3 separate regions of the Sus scrofa genome follow, and all the other regions are linked to region 2. The links are chromatin contacts, called in public Hi-C maps. All regions are on one chromosome and are shown on one strand. Each heading gives the region's core, a stretch centred on a gene start, on an enhancer-like site or on the middle of the called end of the contact. The rest is flanking DNA. Distances are from core to core; before and after follow the strand shown. Region 1 overlaps LOC110257076 (a long non-coding RNA gene). Region 2 overlaps RBPMS (RNA-binding protein with multiple splicing). Region 3 has its middle 57 kb from the start of DCTN6.

Region 1 (2,849 bases), core at 115-2,614, 200 kb before region 2:
GTTTTTCTCGATTTTTTTTGGTTTTTAAATATTGCCTATTGCCTTTCTGTGGAAAAGCACGATCTAGGACTCTTCATCAGCCACTGCCTCCCACACACTCCTCCCTCTCACAAAATTTGGTTAAATCCATATTTAGGGTTTCCTTTCTGGTGACCTTCATTTTCTTCACAGCTGAGGCAAAGTCATGTAGTCTCTCCCGGGAGTTCTCTTCCATTGACTTGAAACTTGTGGATTTATTTCCCCCCCACCGCCCCCCGCTGCATTTTAGTGGACGTGGGAGAGTCATCCGTCTTCCTGTTTTCACCAGAAGTCTTTCTCAGCCGCCAGGCCACCTTCTCTCCTCCAAAGCCTCCACTTGCGCCCATTCTTCTGAGTCTGTGAGCCGATAAAAGAAAAGCTTAAGTCATTTGCCTTTCCGAGGGTACTTGCATCATTTTATGAGGAAACACTGGATGATAAAAAATGTTCAGGCTCCCAGAGGGAAGTTGGTAAAGCAGAATTTCAGGCTGCCAGAATTTCAGGCCGCAGCAATAGGGATCTGGGCTTATGAATGGCACCTCTTATAGACTGAACTCTTCTGCCCAAGTGCGAGGCCAGCAGGGACCCTCAAGCCACGAAGAGGGGGAGCTGGGTTTGCAGATCAAAATCGGTTCACCTGCCCAGGCCAGGCCCCAAACCACCAGTGTCCTTGGAGCTTGGGCTTTATGCTTCCCCCCTCGCCCACTCCTCGGCTGCATTTTAGTGGAAGTGGAGTCAGCCGGCGGCGGCGGGAAGGACTAGGAGGGAAGGGGGAAGAAGGAGGCAAAGAATCCCTGTCTCCGCTGGGAGAAGGCTAGTTGGCTGGAACTGGCTAGTCCCTTCCGCGATTGGCTAAATATAACTGTTCAGCAATCCGCAGCCCCGGGGAGTCACGCTCTTCAGGGGAGCTAGGCCGGGAAAGAAGTGGGTGTTGGCAGCTCCAGGTCAAAGGTGTGCTGGAGGAAGCACCGCTGGCACCTTCTGTTCCCGCGAGTCAGTCCCCCAGCGCAGAGTCGTCCTTGTTTTCCTGCTTCACACTGAGGGATCTGAGCGGTCACCCGCCCTTACCCAGCGCCGCCCGATAAAGATCCGGCTGTCCTTGCGTAACTCTGATTGGGGGCCCGCATTCCGCTCGGGTCTTTATCTGAGGAACATTCCTGACTAAAACGGGACAGATCCCAGAGGAGTGCTGATGGACAGGGCCTCCTCTGACGACCCACAGGGCTGGCTCGGGGCTTAGGGCCCTACCGGGCGGAGGAGCACCCTGAGGAAGGGCCCCGTGCCTCAAAGGGCCTTGGGGAGGGCCTGGCTGGGGCAGCACCGCGGCTGGCACCTTCCGCTGTCCCCTTGCCCTGTTTGTTTGCACAGCCAGAGGTCTGTGTCGCTTGTGCAATGTTCAGTGAAGGAGCTGATCATGGACTCTGTCAACTGGAAACTCAGGTTCTCTGTTAAAAAATACAAGCAGGAAGAAAATCTCCTGTGGATAGGGCAGAGGGAAAGGAAGAGTGGGATTCAGGGACTGGTGACACGTCACAGCAAAGAAAAATCCTTCGTGATCTTCCGAGAGAGAGGTTTTTGTAACCTCAGAGGAGGTCTTAATAAAACATTATTTCCTTTTATGGAGGCACGTCGGTTCTGTTTATGAGAGAAAGCAGAACTTTTTCCTTACCATGTGTGTTATAGAGAGGACTGTTTACACACACACACACACACACACACACACACACACACGTGCTCTAGGCACTTTGCAAGCAAAACCTCTAGGAGGCTGAGGTAGGCAATGGTGCTTTTTCTCTAGCCATTGTTTGCTTCCCTAAAGATCTTCTTTTTTTTTTTTTTTCCTGTCTTTTTTAGGGCCTCACCAGAGGCATATGGAGGTTCCCAGGCTAGGGGTCTAATCAGAGCTGTAGCCACCGGCCTATGCCAGAGCCACAGCAACTTCAGATCCCAGCAGTGTCTGCACCTACACCACAGCTCTCCGAGAGGCCTGATCCTTAACCCACTGAGCAAGGCCAGGGATCAAACCCTCAACCTCATGGTTCCTAGTCGGATTGGTTAACCACTGAGTCAGGACAGGAGCTCCACCCTAAAGTATTTCCACTGCTATGCTGGAGCTTCAGGTAGTGAGGCACTCCTGAGTGTTCAAAACAGTCTGTCCCTCTCTTTTTCCATATTAATGGTCTTCCAGGGGAGGGGCTCTGAAAGGTATTTGAGTACCAGGGGGCAGCCTGCCTGGAGGTTTCTTCTTTGGCTGTCACCTGTTATTCACTCCTCGGAACCAGCAGGAGGGTGGAGAGCTCTCCCCACCTTTGTGGGAAGGTGGTGCTGATTAATAAATGGAGTCTGGGGAGTTCCCATTGTGGTTCAGTGGGTTAACATAGGTTTATTATTATTAAAACATATAGGGAGTTCCCGTCATGGCTCAGCGGTAACAAACCCAACCAGTATCCATCAGGATTCAGGGTTGATCTGTGGCCTTGCTCAGTGGGTGAAAGATCTGGTATTGCTGTGGCTATGGCTTAGGTGGCAGCTGCAGCTCGAATTTAACCCCTAGCCTGGGAACTTCCATGTGCCGCAGGTGCGGCCCTAAAAAAAAAATTTAATAAATCGCAGGTGCGGCCCTAAAAAAAAATTAATAAATGGAGTCTGTAGAGTTCCTCAGCTTTGAACTCCAAAGTGCACTTGAACGTCTTGTTAAAAATGTAGAGGCTTATTCTGGTGGCCCTGGTGGGGCCTGAGACTCGGCATGCCTAACAGGGAATGAGAGAATCCTGGTACTCTGGTTCAGACAACACTTTGAGTAGCAAGACCTTGGGGGACCTTGTTATAGA
Region 2 (2,785 bases), core at 57-2,556:
AACCCACAACCTCATGGTTCCTAGTTGTATTTGTTTCTGCTGTGCCACACCGGAACTCCTAAGTTGTCTTAAACATTAATTCTCTTGGTTCTGGGGGCCAGTAAGTCCAAGGTGAAGTTTCCAGCAGACCTTCTTTCTGGCTTGGAGACCACCACCCTCTGACTGTGTTCTCTTGTGGCCTGGGCTTGACTTGTGCCCTGAGGACAGAGATCCCTACTGCCTCTTCCTCTTCTCTCAGGGGCACTAATCCCTTCCTAGGGGGCCCACCTCCAAATAGCATTATGTCTGGGGTTAGGGCTTCAATGTGTGGATTTGGGGAAAACACGAACATTCAGTCCAAAACACATCAATATATGGATCTGCCCTGGTGTGCTTTTTAAGTGTAGTAGACTCAAGGCTTTCTGTCTCCTAGTATTCACCCTAGGTAGGGAGGTTGGCCTTTGCAGATCACAGTGAACTTCTGTTGGTTTGGTCACAGAGTTTGAGGCCATCTATTCCTATAGCCAGTCAGATTGGTCTGCTTCTGAATAACTTACTGTTCTCAAACCAACAACCAGAAACTCCTTTCTGGACACCAAGGAAGTAACCTGCTGTCCACCTGAACCTAACACGACATTGTAAATCACCTTCACTTCAGTTAATAAAACATTTAAAGGAAGGAAATAAAACCATTTCCAGTTGGAAAAGTTGCAGTTCGTCATTCATAAGAACGGTTTTGGTGGGTTTGTAGGCAAGCAAGGAAAAAGTTGATTTTGAAAGGTACAGATTCCCCCTCTGACACGGTAGTAATCTTAGCCTGACAGCGTTTAATAATCTTGTTAGACTTTAATTAAAAGCACAAGAGTTGGGGGAGGAGGTTTGTTTTTTCATGTCTCCTCCTTATCTGTCTTTCCCTTTTTCATCTTTCTCCTCACTTTTCTTCCTCTTTACTTCCATGTTTTCCCTACCCCTGCCCCCCTCTGCCTCCTCTTCATCATCCTTCAACATTGAAAATGTTTTTGGCTTGGCTAATCCCTCTGGATAGAAACCAAGCTGAGCAGGATATTGATTACCAAATATGGTGTTGCTGCTAAAGATGTTAGAGGAATGTGCCTTGTATTCTAAGCCTCCAGCCTCTGAATAAGCTGCCAAACAAATTAGGTCATTTTAACTCTTTTTTTTTTTTTTTTTAATAAGGAGCTGGAACTTTGATTTGGAACACGATGATGATGTTATTTTAGCTCAAACGGGGAGGAGGGGTACTGGGTAGTGGGAGCGACTCAGTTAAGCATGTTTTAGGACCTGAGTCATGAGGCCAGGTTGTGTAAGCTGCAAGCACGTGGCGTGGAGCCTGGGTCAACCCTGGCGAGTCAGTGAAAGAGCTGAGGCATGGAATTCAGATGTGCAGCCTCCTGCTCTGATTAGAAACTCCAGAGGTCCACCGTTACCCATGGCGCTAACGTTGATGTGAGCTCAGGGTTGGGAAGTCCCAGGAAGGATGATGGCATTAAGTGCCAGGGAGGACACCCCGAAATCCATCGCAGGTCATTGCTGTGTAGTTGGATGTGACAGAAATAGGCATGTCCCTCCACAGGGTACCTTTAAATGACGCCCGGGGAGTTCACTTGTCTCCCAACAAAGACGACAGCTCTTCAGATCCATATTTGGAAATATGTACTGTGTTGTGATATTAGCTTTGATAGAGTGAAAGGCTCTTAGTGGAAGTGGATGGATGCAAACATTGCCTCAGTAGGCTGCTCGCTCTTGTCCCCTGATACACATTTTCAGCGAGATGAGACTGAGGTTTCCCAAATTAAAAGAAAACTGGCTCTAGGGAGAGACCATGATGGAAGATAATATAACAAAGGGAATGTATATGTATGGATGACTTGGTCACTTTGCTCTACAGCAGAAATTGGCACAACATTATGAATCAACTAGACTCTAAAAAAGTTTAAAAAGCAAAAAACAAAAAAACAGACCAGTTAAAGAATTTCTGGACTGCCTCTTGTGGAGCAGCAGAAATGAATCTAGCTATTATCCATGAGGACTCGGGTTTGAACCCTTGCCTAACTCAGTGGATTAAGGATCCGGTGTTGCCATGAGTTGATGTGTAGGTCACAGACATGGCTTGGATCCTGCATTGCTGTGGCTGTGGTGTAGGCCAGCAGCTGCAGCTTCAATTTGACCCCTAGCCTGGGAACTTCTATATCTTGTGGGTGTCATGCTGAAAAGCAGGGGAAAAAAAGAAAGAATTTCTTCTTAGATGTCATACAGCTGGCACCCTCTTTTCAGTTTTTTGTCATTGGTTAGGCCTGCACAGAGGGTTCTTCTTCTTGTCCAACCTCACCTGTTTTGCTGCCTTCAATTGGTTTGTTCTTAGAAAGTGGAGAGATCTGGTTCACAAAGAAATTCCACCCACATCAGAACATCTGTGGGTCCCATGGCTCTCGTGCCCACTGAGGGGCCTCTCCTCCCTCTCCCCCCATCCCTTACTTCTCTTGCCATTAGCATCAAGTCACAGGCTCTTCCTCCCATCTTTGGAGCTGAGTTGTTCATCTAGGTCTACAGAGTAAGAGAGTCTTATTCATTTCTTGTGGAAATTGCTCTTTTTCTCCAAGATAAAAAAGAAAAAGAGAAAGAGAAAAGAAAGAAACAAACAGGCTTTAGGGCCCCTTATGGGCATGGGCTTGGACTGAGTACCTTTCAGAAATGTGTCTTCTTCCTTCCTCCACTCCCCCTCACTCCCTTTGCCAAATGCAATACGCATTCATTTCATGGAACTTGGAAAAGAGAGTTCCTGTTG
Region 3 (2,992 bases), core at 66-2,565, 230 kb before region 2:
CTGCCTGCCCAGGAATGGTTTGGGCTGATGCAAAAAGGAGCCAGACATTGACTTTGAAAACTTCATTCTAGCCCTACTGTGCAAGTCTGAAACCCTGGCCTCATGCAGGGATGACTCCCACTCCCTTTTCTAACAGCTGGAAGGAAGGAATCAGAAAAGCACCTTTCCAGTGCACAGAGATGCGTGGCCATCAAAATAAATTTCAACACATTGGCAGAAAATGCTGGCCTTTTCCTGCTGCAAACTGCCTGCTCTTTGTAACTTAATTCACTATAGGATCCATCCCCCCCCCAAAAAAAAAACCCCTCTTCATGTGCATGCAGGGAAGGCCACCCTTTGGCTTCCCATAGTGCTGAGTGCTTTTATCTTAGACACTCACACAACTGGGCTTCCTGATGGCGTTGCGTGGAAGAGGCCCTCTGGGGCAGAGTTAGACAGGGTGGGGATGGGGTGGTTACTAGTTCATCAAGTCTTTTTAAAATCATCTCAAAAGATAGTTCTTTTGTCATTTGCAGGAGCCGACAAATTTTGAGGCCATCTATGGTGGCTTACAAAAACATAAAAATGAAAAAAAACCAAAGATTTTTAAAACTCAGGTATATTATTGGCACAGAGAAAAGCACAGGCATATATAATTGCTAAAAGAGAGCCAGAAAATTTCTCTAAGTCTCCTTCCTGGAAGCCAGAGGGCAAAGGATCATTACAGGAGCTGCACAGCGTCTGTAGGTGCACTTGGGCTGCTTTGTAGGAATAGGACATGTCTCTTACAACTGAGAACTGAGAAAAATCTTCCCAGTGGGTCCAGCCAAAGAACTCAGGTGCATTGTCTCATCTGAGAAAACAACCAATCTCTCATGACAAAAGATTCATGATATCTAGTGTGGGGTTTTGTTTTGGTTGTGGTTTCTTTCTTTCTTTCTTTCAAATCAGAATCACAGGTTGGCTCAAATAACTTACTCCTTTGGTAGAAATGAGAAAAGCATATGTTGATGCAAATGTGCAAGAAAGAATCACAGGAATAGGGAAAGGGTGCAAGAGGCATTTTATAGCTTGTTGGGAGCAAAGGACAGAAACGTATCTGTAAAAAAAAATCCAAACCTAAAATTCCCACATCAGGAACTATGTGTAAAGTTTGCTGCATCCTCCCTACAGCCCCCACCTCCCTGACTGGCCTGGAGTACTTCCAGCTTGTTGTTATTTATTAAATGGTCATCAGCCCTCCTTTTTGTAACTGGTATTCAATAACTGCCTCATCCCCTCCCTGGAGTTAGCCTGAGTCAGGCTGCAGTGTTCCAAATTGCCAGCAGGTGTCAACAGCTAACATGATTCAGAGAAGCCAGAAAAATGCAAAGTTCTTTTTCTCCACTTGAAAACTTTCCACAGAACCTAATGTGGGCAAAGTCCAAATTCCTAGCCAGGACGTCCCAGACCCGTCGGATTTAATCCAATCATTTTTTACAGCCTTGGTTCTTAGGTTCTTAACAATTCAGGCGCCCATTCAATCAATCAGCAAAGACTTATGGAACATTTGTTTTATCAGGTGCTTTGCTGGGGGGCTGGAGATAAAAAAAAGATGACAGAGATTTCATCTCTGCTCTGGAGAAGCTCACTGCCTACTTAGGAAAGCAGTTTGGGGCTAAGCTGCTATGGTAAAGAGACGTTGATCTCCATGTGCGCAAACACACACACACACACACACACACACACACACCACACACACACACACACACCACACACACACACACACACACAGGCTTAAAGAAGGTTCAGTTTATTTCTCACACCAAAACCAGAGTGGTCCAGACTAGAGGGTCATGTGGGGATCTGGCTTCTTCCCATCTTGTTGTGCGTCATCATCCGTAGGATGTTGTCCTTAGTTGCATGGTTAAGGCAGGGTCATGACCGTATCCAAGCTTCAGCCTGGGAAAGGGGAAGGAAAAAGGAGGACAGGCAATTTCCTTTTAAGCAGGAAACACTGACGGTATACCTACCTTTTTATACACTTTGCAGGATAGGGACCCCATCATGTGGCCATATCTAGCTGCAAGGAAGACTGGGAAATGTAGTCCTTATTGTTGGCAGTGGCATGCCCAGCTAGCAATAAGTTGGTCAGAGAGCATCTCTGTTTTTCATACAATCTAACTTTACTTTTTTTTGGAGGGGTTTTTAAGGCCACACCTGCAGCATATGGTGGTTCCCAAGCTAGGGGTCTAATCAGAGCTACAGCTGCTGGCCTGCCACCACAGCTGTAGCAACACCAGATTTGAGGCGCGTCTGTGACCTACACCACAGCTCACAGCAACACTGGATCCTTAACCCACTGAGTGAGGCCAGGGATCAAACCTGCCACCTTGTGGTTCCTAGTCGGATTTGTTAACCACTGAGCCACAACGGGAACTCTGAGTTATATTCTTAAGGCATGAATATAAGTTGCTCAGGTGGGAAAGGAGGAAGAACATTCTAGAATGTGAAGAGCATCTGTAGAGGTCTGTAGTCATGGTGAGGCCAGCTATGTTGGTACATTTGTTATGGGGTACATGTATTGGCAGGGGGAGGAAGACAGGAGAGAAACTGGAAAAAAGGAGTAGAATCATATTGTGCTAAGTTTCCTACTCCAAACCAAGGCACTTGGATTTTACCCGACTGAGCAGATGCTTTGGGGGTAATTCCCAAGTCTAGGGGCCAAACCAGGTCCCCAAATTCCTGTCACTCTATGTGGGTGGGCTCCAGGCATCCCAGTGTATTGCGCTTGACACCACTGAGACAGTGAGCAGAAATAATGTGGCAAGGGGTGTGTGTGTGTGGTTTTGTTCTTGTTGGATATGACTTGTGTATGTTATGGAAACAAAAGGAAGGATGCAGAAGCCAGAGGTTGAGAACATCAGAGAGAAGGGATGATGGACAGTTTTATATTCCTCCGAAGGGCTCTTGGCCAATTCAATGTGGAAAGGAAGCACCTAGCTTTTGGTAGGAGAGGAAAAGGCGGGCTTTT

What was found. Hi-C and Micro-C count contacts between places; a contact is called where the count stands out from the background.
Region 1: a contact with region 2 is called in a Hi-C map of liver, with 4 times the contacts expected there. The contact joins two enhancer-like sites. A contact is called at or near these places in 3 of 47 Hi-C or Micro-C datasets (epiblast stem cells, heart right ventricle and liver).
Region 3: a contact with region 2 is called in a Hi-C map of retroperitoneal adipose tissue, with 2.1 times the contacts expected there. The contact joins two enhancer-like sites. A contact is called at or near these places in 9 of 47 Hi-C or Micro-C datasets (alveolar macrophages, embryonic fibroblasts, heart right ventricle and 3 more) and 1 of 2 datasets of contacts at active chromatin or transcription factors (skeletal muscle).

Annotation. Positions count from the first base shown.
Region 1 is chr15:54,807,731-54,810,579 of Sscrofa11.1, reverse strand. LOC110257076 (a long non-coding RNA gene) reads right to left here. Exons shown (of 3, transcript XR_002339293.1): 3 at 1-375. Among named protein-coding and RNA genes, the nearest start is that of RBPMS, 84 kb to the right of the region's middle. Within about 2 kb of position 1,364, at least 50 of the 83 cell types and tissues checked have an H3K27ac peak or open chromatin away from gene starts, as enhancers often do. A contact at or near this core is called in liver, where this site is marked.
Region 2 is chr15:54,611,217-54,614,001 of Sscrofa11.1, reverse strand. All of the region lies in intron 4 of RBPMS (RNA-binding protein with multiple splicing), which reads left to right. Among named protein-coding and RNA genes, the nearest start is that of RBPMS, 110 kb to the left of the region's middle. Within about 2 kb of position 1,306, at least 39 of the 83 cell types and tissues checked have an H3K27ac peak or open chromatin away from gene starts, as enhancers often do. A contact at or near this core is called in embryonic fibroblasts, liver, retroperitoneal adipose tissue and 1 more, where this site is marked.
Region 3 is chr15:54,837,589-54,840,580 of Sscrofa11.1, reverse strand. No RefSeq gene overlaps it. Among named protein-coding and RNA genes, the nearest start is that of DCTN6, 57 kb to the left of the region's middle. Within about 2 kb of position 1,315, at least 30 of the 83 cell types and tissues checked have an H3K27ac peak or open chromatin away from gene starts, as enhancers often do. A contact at or near this core is called in embryonic fibroblasts, liver, retroperitoneal adipose tissue and 1 more, where this site is marked.